3 separate regions of the Mus musculus genome follow, and all the other regions are linked to region 2. A link is a contact called in public HiChIP or PLAC-seq and capture Hi-C data. All regions are on one chromosome and are shown on one strand. The core of a region is the stretch at or near the end of the contact, and the rest is flanking DNA. Distances in the headings are between cores, read along the strand shown.

Region 1 (3,597 bases), core at 750-3,249, 270 kb before region 2:
TTTTTAGTCATTAAACTTTAATATTGATCCTGGACTCAATGCGACTACATTTCTAGGATTTTTCAAATGATCAAGTTAAGAATAGAATACATATATAAATTATATGTCTTACTGCATAGCTCTGGCTGGCACACACAAACCCACCTATCTCTCTGTCTCTATGATGCTACTATTTTGTTTGTTTGTTTGAAGGAATAGTGGAGATCTAGCATGTTTCCAAGGATCTAGCTTCAGACCACTTGCAGTGCAGACCCAGCCCGCCTCTGCAGCAGGGATGTTTAAACAAGCTGTACTGTCTGTTGTGATGGCTCATTTCTAGCCATGTATTTCTAACCTGGGCTTTCATGCCTCTTCTTGAAATCTGGCCTGCAGTATAGAGTTCTTCCTTTGAGCCATAAGAGTAGACTCTTTCAGGACAACTCTTCTTCCTTTTTCCGTGTGTGTGTGTGTGTGTGTGTGTGTGTGTGTGTGTGTGTGTGTTGCGCGCGTGCATGTCTCTTACTAAAGCCCGGAGCTTGTGGACATGCGTAGTCTCTCTAGCCAGCTTGCTCTTGGGAATCCCCTGTCTCTGCCTTCCTAAGCTGCAATTACAAACAAGCTGTCACAGCCACATGGCACTTATTCTGGCTTTGGGGAGCTGAACTCCAGTTCTTCTGCTTACACAGCAACTACTTTGACCACACATCCATCTCTCCAGCCCCAGGACAAACAACTTTTTACAGTCTTTATATGATAAAAAAAATATTTTATGTGTACATTTCCCTTGATTAGAAGCAGGGGCACCCTTAAAATTTTATTTGGAAAAATACTTTTATTTCTCCTTTCTCTAAATAACAAACTCACCATTATTCTTTTTGCTAATAAGAAAAAAGTGCAGAAGTGCCCATTTATCTCTTTTTAAAAAACCTTTAATTTGCTTGTATGTATGGGCAATGTGTGTATACAGTACCTGAGGAAGACAGAAGAGGGCATGAGAGCTGGGTGTTGGTGATTGAACCTGGGTCCTCTGCAAAGGGCAGTAAGAGCTATAACTGCTGAGCTATCTCATCTCTCCAGCGCTGAGGTGCCTACTTCTGATGTCTGCTTTCAATGCTCTCTTCACAAACACTGGCTCCTCTCTGAGGCTCAGGTAGGGAACACATCACACATGGATTTACCACTCCCAGGCCTGGCCCTTGAACCACACAGGGACAAATATTCCCTCTGTGAAGACATTTCTTCTCAGGCTGCTGGGATGGCTCAGCATAGAAAGGCACCTCCGGCAAGTCTGATGTGCTGGGATGGCTCAGCATAGAAAGGCACCTCCGGCAATTCTGATGACCTGTTCAATTTCTGAGGCTCCCACAGGTTCTCTTCTAACCTCGACACATGGGAGAGCACCCACAAGCTAGACTTGTCCATCATGGTGATGAAGAGGCCAGGGGTTAATACTGGGACGCTGCCCCTGGTCTATTATTCACCTTAGTTTTAAGACAGGGTCTCTCATTGAATCTGGAGTTTGCTATTTATTGGTCCCTCTGGAGCAGCTGTGAGCATACGGCATGAATGCTGGGCACTGCACGCTGGTCCTCCGAAAGAGCAGTAAGCGATCTATCTCGCCAGCCCCTAGGAGCTGCCTCCTCAGCGCTGTCATGCTAGGGTTATAGACAGACACCAATCGGCCCAGCTTTTGTGTGGATGTCGGTATCTAAAGTGCCACCTTAATGTCAGACTGTGCAAGTAGCCCTCTCTCGGGCCTGAGTCAAGTTAGATTTCCCGGCATCAAGGTTCAGGAAATTCCTTACATAATTTTTCTGCCGTGTGACAATCTAGCAAATCCTGTGAGGTATAAAAGAACTTTGAAGCACCAAAGACCCAAGTTGCTTTTCTGGTGCATCACGGTTGGTAGGCATTGGATGGCCACAGTCCAGCTGTTCCCCTCGGACACCATTTGAACCCTATGGGAGGAATCACGCCCTGTGGGAGGAGTCACGCCCTGTGGGAGGAGTCACACCTTGTGGGAGGAGTCACCACCATGGCTGTCCTTACTTGTCCAGACTATTCCTCACTCAAGCAGGCCACAGCCTGAGAACAGCTGAGAACAGCCTGAGAACCCAAGGCCAGCCACTTCGCCAGAAGCCACATTTCAACAGGAAAAGAAAAACCCCATACCTCATAAACTTGTGGAGTGAGTAACCCTCTCCACCAAGAAAGTCAATTGAGCGTGTAATCCCCACCAGGGGCTCAGCCCTCCAAACTCACAGGGGAGCAAAGCCATCGGTGATTAAAGCGATGGGGGAGCTGCCCCGCTGGAAATGTGAAGCAGCTTCCATCCGCTCTCACCCTGAGCCTTCTTACACCACATGTGATTGCTTACTGTGTTCTTGCTGAAATTCAGCTGATGTTCATGGGAGGGGGGATAAAGAGGAGAAGGAGATGGAGGAGGAAGAGGAGGCCACAGCGTGAAAAGCACCGCTGTGAAATCCTATAAAGATTGTAACATAGTTTTTTTTTCTGGTATTCCAGTGAGTCAAGTTTAAAAGTGGGGGAGGGGGAGGGGAGGAAGCCGAGAGGAGGGAGGGGTGGGTGAAGAGGGAGGGGGAGCTCGCAGGTGTTGTACAAACCCCTCTACCAATCAACCTTAGGCGTTCTCAGGAATGCCACCCACTTCCTTTGAGACAGTGTTTCTCACTGGCTTGGAGCTTACCAATTATGCTAGGTGGGCTGCCCAGCGAGCCCCAGGGATCCACCTGAGTCTGCCTCCCCAGCTCTGGGATTGCAAGCACACACCACTATGCTCAGAATGTCTACCTAGGTAGTGGAAATCAAACTCAGGTCTTCATCTTTACAAGACAAGCAGTTGAACAGACTGAGCCACCACGCCAGCCCACATCAAGGTGGACTTCGTGTGCTGGAAGCATCAATGTTGGGGAAGGTCAAGGAGAAGCGACTATACAGTTTCTTTACAAGAAGACCATTTAGCAGGGCTACTTACTTGAGGTTGGGGAGTGGTACTTTATTTGTAAGACAAATAAGGTTTTATTTTTCTTGATTTATTATTTTTTATTTTGTGTACATGTGTGTGTGTGTGTGTGCAATGTGGGCACATGCAAGAAGTGAGTGCAGGTGCCCAAAGAGGCCAAAGGTGTTGGATCTCTGGAGTTGGAGTTAGAGGTGGTTGCCCAGTGCACGATGTGAGTGCTGGGAACCAAACCTGGGTCCTCTTCAAGAATAGTATGTGCTCTTAACCACTGAGCCATCTGCAGGCTCAAGTGAAATGCTTTCATTTATTGGAAAGAGGTAAGGAAAGTGGGAGAGCTTGGAATGGAGAAAGGGTGGAAGTAGGTATCCCATAATAGTACTTCTGTTGCCAACATTTTCTCTGAGGTTGCCCATGACACCACCCTTCTGGTGTGCACGAGCCCATGTAGCTGTACATGTGAGTGGATGGGCTGTTCACACATCAGTACATGTTAGAGATAGAGCAGACCATGGGGAAGAGATCTCACTGGTAGACATTATGTCCTTGACCCTGTGTTTAAATGAGCCAGAAGCTGGCAATGTGGACAACGTGGCCCACACAAATCAGTTACTAACGGGTAGTTGCAGGACACACTT
Region 2 (3,496 bases), core at 157-2,656:
ACCTGCTGACCCTGGCCTAGCAGGTGATGTAAGCAGGTGACACAGCTGCTGGTGATACCGCCAGGTATTCGAGACGTTGCCGACCATGTGACAAGACACTGTGGCAGGGACCCTCCACCCTGGCTGCTTGGGGTCACTTGGGGAGTTTAAAGAGCAACTGACACCAAACAACCTCCTGACCCATTAAGTCAGAGCATCTGGGAGGCAGTCACCAGCACCAACCAGTATGTGTCACAGCCCTATCCCGAATCCCCCCCACCCCCCCACCCCCAGCGATTCTGTGTGCTATGGGGAGGCCAGCCATCCTGCGAAGACAATGGAGTACTCTTCTCGCCAAAGTTTAAAGGAGAATCAGCTGCCCTGTCTTTTCCTTTACCAGAGATTTGCAATAAAGAGAATAAAATTTCCAAATAAGTGTGGCATGGGACTTTTAAATGCGAAGAATCTTTGAGTGTGGGAAGAAAACCTTGGCAGGCCAGCTGCCTTAGGGGACGTACTGCTTGATTTTCTCGAGGCTGCCTCTGGAGTCGCGCCAGTGAGCAGTTCCTGGATGGCTATGTGCCAAGGACCTTTTTAAGTCTGTGTTGAGGCTCTTTTTAAAAATTTTTTAAAATCCCATTGGGTGTGTGCGTGTACATATGTGTATGCGTGAGTATACGTGTGTGCACGTGTGATACATACGTGAACATTGGCTCACGGAGGTCAGGAGAGGGCATCGGATCCGTTGGAGCTGGAGTTACAGATGGTGGTGAATCACTTGACATGCGTGCTAGGAACTAAACACCTGCTCTCTGGAAGATCAAGTGATGCTAGCTGCCCACCATCCCCACAGCCCCTCGCTGAGATGCTTCTGTGTGCTCACTCATTTTGTTTAACAGTGTCTAGTATATACCATTGTCCGTCATTTTACAGTCACGGAAAAATGGCACAACTTACCTCAAATCCTACTGCTCATAAGTAGGAAGCCCGACTCTAGGAAGCACCCGATTATGCATCCTGGCTTTTCTATCTGACAGGCCATCACCCCCAGCCTCTGTCTGACCATCCTTGCTCATTTCGCTTATTTTTTTAAAGACATTCTCACATAGCCGACATTGACCTTGAACTCACTATGTGGATGAGAATGCCCTTGCACCCCTAATCCCCCTGCCTCTATTTCTCAAGGGCTGGGATTAGAGGGGCGAGGCACTGTGCTTGTTATTGTTTTAAATTACATTTTATGTATCGTGTGTGTATACACACATAATTGTATGCATGTGGGGGGTGCCACAGTGCACATACAGAGGTCAGAGGAAACCTGCAGGAGCCAGCTGTCTCCTCCCACTATGGGTTTTATATACACTGATGACTAGACCACTCCTTGGCTCGGCTAAGGGGAAGGCTTTTGTTGTGGATATGAGATGAGGCCAGCCACAGGCATCTGGAAAAATCTAGATCAGAGAGAAAGGAGTAGAACGGACAGGACCAGGGTTCTGTGAGAGAGGGAAGACCGTAAGAGACCAGAGAACCAGAGAGAACAGAGTGTGAGAGGCAGGAGCTGAACACAGAGAAAAAGCATAGCAAGAATTGCAGAGTTCTAGGGAGAACAGAGGATCTGGGGAGGGAAGCCATGAACTGGAGGGAGGGAGGGTCCAGGAGGAGGTGAGAAGGACTGGCATGGGAGCCTGAACTTTGAAATGTATAACAGGGACTGTGACACTAAAGACTCCAAGAGCTGCTTGGAAACCAGCATGAGGTTTGCTATGCTAATAGGCACCACAGGTGGCCACGTCTCTTATTTATTTATTATAATTTATCTATTTTTATCTGCACTGGTATTTTGCCTTTGTGTGTGTCTGTGTGAGGCTGTCAGATCTTGGCGTTACAGACAGTTGTGAGCTGCTATGTAGGTGCTGGGGATTGAACCCAGGTCCTCTGGAAGTGCTCTTAACCGCTGAGCCATCTCTCCAGCTCGGTAGCTATATATCTTTTATGCCAAAGATAAGGGATATAACTCCTTTTGGTAGAACATCAAAGAAGATACTAGAAGGTATAAAGATCTCCCATGTTCATGAATTGGCAGACTTAAGATTTGAAAGAAGTCTCCGGGCGTGGTGGTGCATGCCTTTAATTTCAGCACTTGGGAGGCAGAAGCAGGCGGATTTCTGAGTTCGAGGCCAGCCTGGTCTACAAAGTGAGTTCCAGGACAGCCAGGGCTATACAGAGAAACCCTGTCACGAAAAACCAAAAAAAAAAAAAAAAAAAAAAAAAAAAAAAAATTGAAAGAAGTCGTGCTACAAAACAGCTTATTGATTCAACGCAATTTCCATCAAAGTTCCTATGTTATTCTAAACAGAAGTAGAAAAAAATACAAAATCCACACGGAAACACAAATGATCCTGAACTGCAGAAGCAAGCTTGAACAACGCTGAGCAACGATGTGGTAAAACACCACGGCCATAAACGATGTGGTGGTGAGGAAAGGGTTTGTGTCAGCTTACAACTCTCAGGTCGTGCTCCATGGCCCAAGGAAATCAGGACAGGAACTGAAGCAGAGACCCCCAAGGGAGAGGTGCTGCTTACTGGCTTGCTTCCAGCAGTTTGCCCCGCTTGCTCTTTTATACAGCCTGGGAACTCTGCGGAGGGGTGGGGTGGCTCTACCCACAGTAAGCAGGAACCTCCCACATCCATCATCAATCATGCTGCACAGACCTGCTGTTTAGATAATGGGATGACTTTCTTTCTTCCCAAGTGAGTCTGGTTTGTATCAAGTTGCCAAAAACTCACCACCAGTGAATGTTTGCTACTAAACCTGGCCCCCAAAAAGAGGAAACGTTTTTTAAAAGGCCAGGTACTTATTGGTTCAACGCAATTTTCATCAAAATTCCTATGTCATCCTTCACACAATAATCCCAGAACAAATTAGGCAGAGGTAGGGGAACCTCTGTAGTTTGAGACAAGTCTATTCTACAAAGTAAGTTCCAGGCCAGATGGAGGTGCGTGGTGAGAACTTGTCTAAAAATTAATAAGTAAGTAAATAAAAAAGAAACAAATTATTGACAGATGATATTGTGTCAAGTTAGAAATAGGTACATAAGGGAATCAATTACTAGAGTCAGGAGCCTGAAGAATAAGACAAATTTTTTTCCTGTCAACTATTCATGTGACAGGGAGTTAATATTTAGAAAATTATGAACTAAAAAATTTAAATGCCCAAAGAACAAGTAATCCAATCAATCAAACAAATTCAATAGAATTTTCAAGATAAGTACAAAAAAAATGGCTGTTAAAAGTCATGAAAAATGTTCATAGCCACAGTTAGCCACCAGAGACATGCAAATTAAAAGTACATTGAGATTCCATATGACCCTGGTCAGCCTTGTTGAAAGAAGGATGGATATAAATAAAGTATATTCTATATACCCATGAAAACTTCATGATACAGACTGGTTTGTACAGTTAGTGTATAGTAATTCATGCATATGACACAAACACACACACACACACACACACACAC
Region 3 (3,434 bases), core at 336-2,835, 310 kb before region 2:
ACCTTGCTTCGTGAGCTCTGGCTGAAGTAAGGACCCCTGCTCACTAGATGAGGCAGCAAACAAGGCTGTGTGCCTTCACCATGCCTGCACAGCGCTGTGCTGGAGGCTCGGAGCCACAGCTGCTAAGTCAGCACAATCAGTGGTGTTCAGAGTGCAGAGAAGTGAAAGATGAGACAACAGCCATGCCTGGACACACGCAAGGAACACACTAGAAAGCTGCTCACAACGGAGCTCAACAAGATGATAGAAGATCATCAGTACCTAGGGAGCTCGAGGTATAGTATGGCTCAGTAGACTGAGCACATGCCTGGCATGTATAAAATCTGGGGCTCAAGTCCCAGCACTGCATAAACCAAGTGGTGCATGGCCATCATCCATAATAAAACACTGGGGAGGTAGAGGCAGGAAGATCAGAAGTTCAAGGTCATCTTTGGCTACATAGTGAGTTTAAGGCTCGGCCAGCCTGGGCTATATGAGACATTGTCTCAAATAACCAACTTCAAACAAACAAACAAACAACATCAAAGTCACACACCATCGGTTCTATGTCCAAGTATTAGCAAAGATAAACTCAAAGCTGAGACTGAGGTGAGCGAGATGACTCAGCGGGGGAAGGTGCTTTGCCACGAGGCCTAATGCCCTGAGTTTAGTCTTCAGGACCCACACCACATGGTAAAAAGAGAGAACGGATTCCCTAAAGGTGTTCTCTAACTGCCACACATGTGCTGTGGTCCCTCCATGCACTACACTGATAAGTAAGTGTAACTAAAAAGAAAATGAAATTAAGAAAATGATCACATTAATAACATGAGTATAATACTTAATAATAAATGAGTTTTTATAAATAAAATGTCTATAACCAGCCAACATAGATACGTAGATTGTTAGTGAGGTGGGACAGTGTTGAGGGGAAAGTTTCTTTTTTTCCTCTTTCTCTCTCTCTTTCTCTTTCTTTCTTTCTTTCTTTCTTTCTTTCTTTCTTTCTTCCTTTCTTTCTTTCTTTCTTTCTTTCTTTTTTTCATGTGTGTATGTATCCCTGGCTGCCCTGAAACTCATTCTGTAGACAAGGCTAGCCTCGATCCACTTGCCTCCAGAGGGCTGGGATTAAAGTTATGCCTTGTGTGTCGGAAGGTTTTATGAGGAGGGAAGAATTCTAAAATTAGATTATGGCCATTGTGCACAACTTTGTCAATACACTAAAATTATAATACTGGGCATTTCAAATGGATTGATTCTATCTCCATAAAGCTTCTCTTGAATCAGTTGGTAGGGCAAGGGTTATACAATGCATAGTTGAACCTTGGAAAGGCCCAGGCCTTGTATGCTGGGAGCTGCTGAACGTGTCCCAAGAAGCAGGGGAACTGCTCAAACACCTGCCTCTCTTTTATTGTTCATTACGGTTTTAAGACAGGGTCTATACTTGAATTCAGTGTGCAGTAAGGAATCTATGCAGATGAAGAGCTGACTGACGCCTGGGTTTAGCAGTCTAGGGACCTGGAAGCATCACAGAGCACAGCCAGTCACAACACAACTGCCATTACCCAGGCTAGGCTAGAAAGAGCCCCCAAGCCTCCAGAACCCAGCCGATCTCTAGTGTCACTAGGTGGCGATCCTGTGTAATAAATATGGAGAACTAATGGCTTTCAACACACTGCCAGAAATTGATTAATGAGGTCGTTTAGGTACCACTCCCAGCCAGAGTGACTGCCAACTCAGTGCAGAAGGGCCACTGAGCAGAGCTGGCTCCGTCCTCAGCAGAGCGGATGGCAGAGACTTTCAGGAACTGTGTCAACGACTTGTGAAACAGTCATTAAAAGCCAAATCTTACCAACTTACAATTAAATTAGCAAACGAAATAAGCAAGCTTCATCCCATCCCATCCCCCACCCCGTCCCCTTCTGTCCCCCTCCCCAGTCCCACACACTTTCTGAGTAGCCATGCTGGTGGCTCAGCCTGACCTGGCTATGGTGTGTATATTTACTATGTATCCTAGTTTGCTGCCCGTTGCTGCCATGAAACACTGACAGAAGCAAGTTGCTCTGGCTGTGCTTTATTACAAAGGGAAGTCAGGGCAGGAACTCAAGGCAAGACCCAAGCGAAGACCATGGAAGAATACTGCTTACCAGCTCGCTCACTTGGCTTTCTCATACAATTCAGGACCCACCCACCTAGGAGTATACTGCCTGCCGACATCAGTCCGTAAGGAAATGCTCCACAGGCTTGCCTCCAAGGAAAATCTGATAGCAGCAATTTCTCAGTTGAGGTCTGTCTTCCCAGATAACCCTAGCTTGTGTCAAGTTGACAAAAAAGGAAGCCATTTAACCCCAGGAACTGGCAACTGTTGCAATTTAGGCATTTTTGTTTAGTTTTATTACTCCCTGCTGCTCAGGAGACCAGACCCTTCCTGAATTCACCCTCATGGAAAATGCTTTCCTAGGCTGGAGAGATGACTCAGCAGTTAAGAGCACTCGCTGTTCCTGCAGAGAACCCTGATTTGGTTCCCAGCACCCACATAGTGACTCACAACTGTAATGCTAGTTCTGCTTTTTTTCTGGCTTTTGAGAACACTAGGCACATACACGATGCACAGACACACCTCCAGGCAAAATATCTTTACACATGAAAAGATAAAAATGAAAATTGGAAAATGCTTTTCTGAGCCGGGCTCGACAGCATACACCTGTAATTCTAGCACTTGGGGAGGCTGAGGCAGGACAATCTCATCTCCGTGAGCTCAAGGCCAGACTGAGATGGACATAATACATCTGGATCCAGATATCAAATAAAAAAAAAAACCAGCAGGCTGTCCCTCCATTTGTTTTGAACTGTCTGTGCAATTTTGGGTAATTTTGGCCCCTCTGCTATTTTGTGTTGTTTGTATTTCTAATATCCACCCCACCCCCCACCCCCAGCAACACACACACACACACACACACACACACACACACACACACTCGAGGATTGAGAACTGTGTTATAAAGACAGAGCCTTCACTGGGACAATGGAGACAACACCGAGAATGTCAGTTTCATAATAAAGTTGCAACCCTGCTGATATGTCAACAGTCCAAGTTACTTTATCTGTGGACCTGCCGTATCTCTGCAGACACATATGTTAGTATGTAGCTATAAAACTACACACTATCAAACAAATCTGGTATCTGATTACATGTAATTTTCTTAATGGAAAATTTTTGCATTCTGTGTGAGTGTTTTGAGGGAGATACCAGCCCAGGCATTTGTGAGGGTCAGAGGGCAGTTTGCTGGGATTGGTTTTCTTATTCCTCCATGGCGGTCCTGGGAACCGAAGCCAGGTCATCAGGCATTGCAGCAAGCACATTTACCTGCTGGGGCATCTATTTGCTGCCTTTATATGTAATAAAAAAAATACTTAATGTTATATGTATGGGTGTTTTGTCTGCATATGTATCTATG

Evidence for each region. HiChIP or PLAC-seq counts read pairs in DNA pulled down with a chosen protein or histone mark. Capture Hi-C pulls out chosen DNA fragments and counts their contacts.
Region 1: a contact with region 2 is called in a capture Hi-C map of embryonic stem cells, with 2.4 times the contacts expected there. The contact joins two enhancer-like sites. A contact is called at or near these places in 3 of 115 datasets of contacts at active chromatin or transcription factors (embryonic basal ganglia, embryonic stem cells and large pre-B cells) and 1 of 9 other capture datasets (embryonic stem cells).
Region 3: an H3K27ac HiChIP or PLAC-seq map of embryonic stem cells shows a contact between it and region 2, with 3 times the contacts expected there. The contact joins two enhancer-like sites. A contact is called at or near these places in 2 of 15 datasets of contacts at CTCF or cohesin (large pre-B cells and pro-B cells), 7 of 484 Hi-C or Micro-C datasets (B cells, bone marrow-derived macrophages, cerebellum and 2 more) and 12 of 115 datasets of contacts at active chromatin or transcription factors (T-cell acute lymphoblastic leukemia, embryonic basal ganglia, embryonic stem cells and 2 more).

The regions. Positions count from the first base shown.
Region 1 is chr9:70,354,978-70,358,574 of GRCm38.p6, reverse strand. The region is part of intron 17 of Myo1e (myosin IE); the gene reads right to left. Among named protein-coding and RNA genes, the nearest start is that of Mir5626, 49 kb to the left of the region's middle. Within about 2 kb of position 1,999, at least 15 of the 459 cell types and tissues checked have an H3K27ac peak or open chromatin away from gene starts, as enhancers often do. A contact at or near this core is called in embryonic stem cells, where this site is marked.
Region 2 is chr9:70,085,426-70,088,921 of GRCm38.p6, reverse strand. No RefSeq gene overlaps it. Among named protein-coding and RNA genes, the nearest start is that of Gm39369, 4.1 kb to the right of the region's middle. Within about 2 kb of position 1,406, at least 16 of the 459 cell types and tissues checked have an H3K27ac peak or open chromatin away from gene starts, as enhancers often do. A contact at or near this core is called in embryonic stem cells, where this site is marked.
Region 3 is chr9:70,390,917-70,394,350 of GRCm38.p6, reverse strand. The region is part of intron 26 of Myo1e (myosin IE); the gene reads right to left. Among named protein-coding and RNA genes, the nearest start is that of Mir5626, 13 kb to the left of the region's middle. Within about 2 kb of position 1,585, at least 28 of the 459 cell types and tissues checked have an H3K27ac peak or open chromatin away from gene starts, as enhancers often do. A contact at or near this core is called in embryonic stem cells, where this site is marked.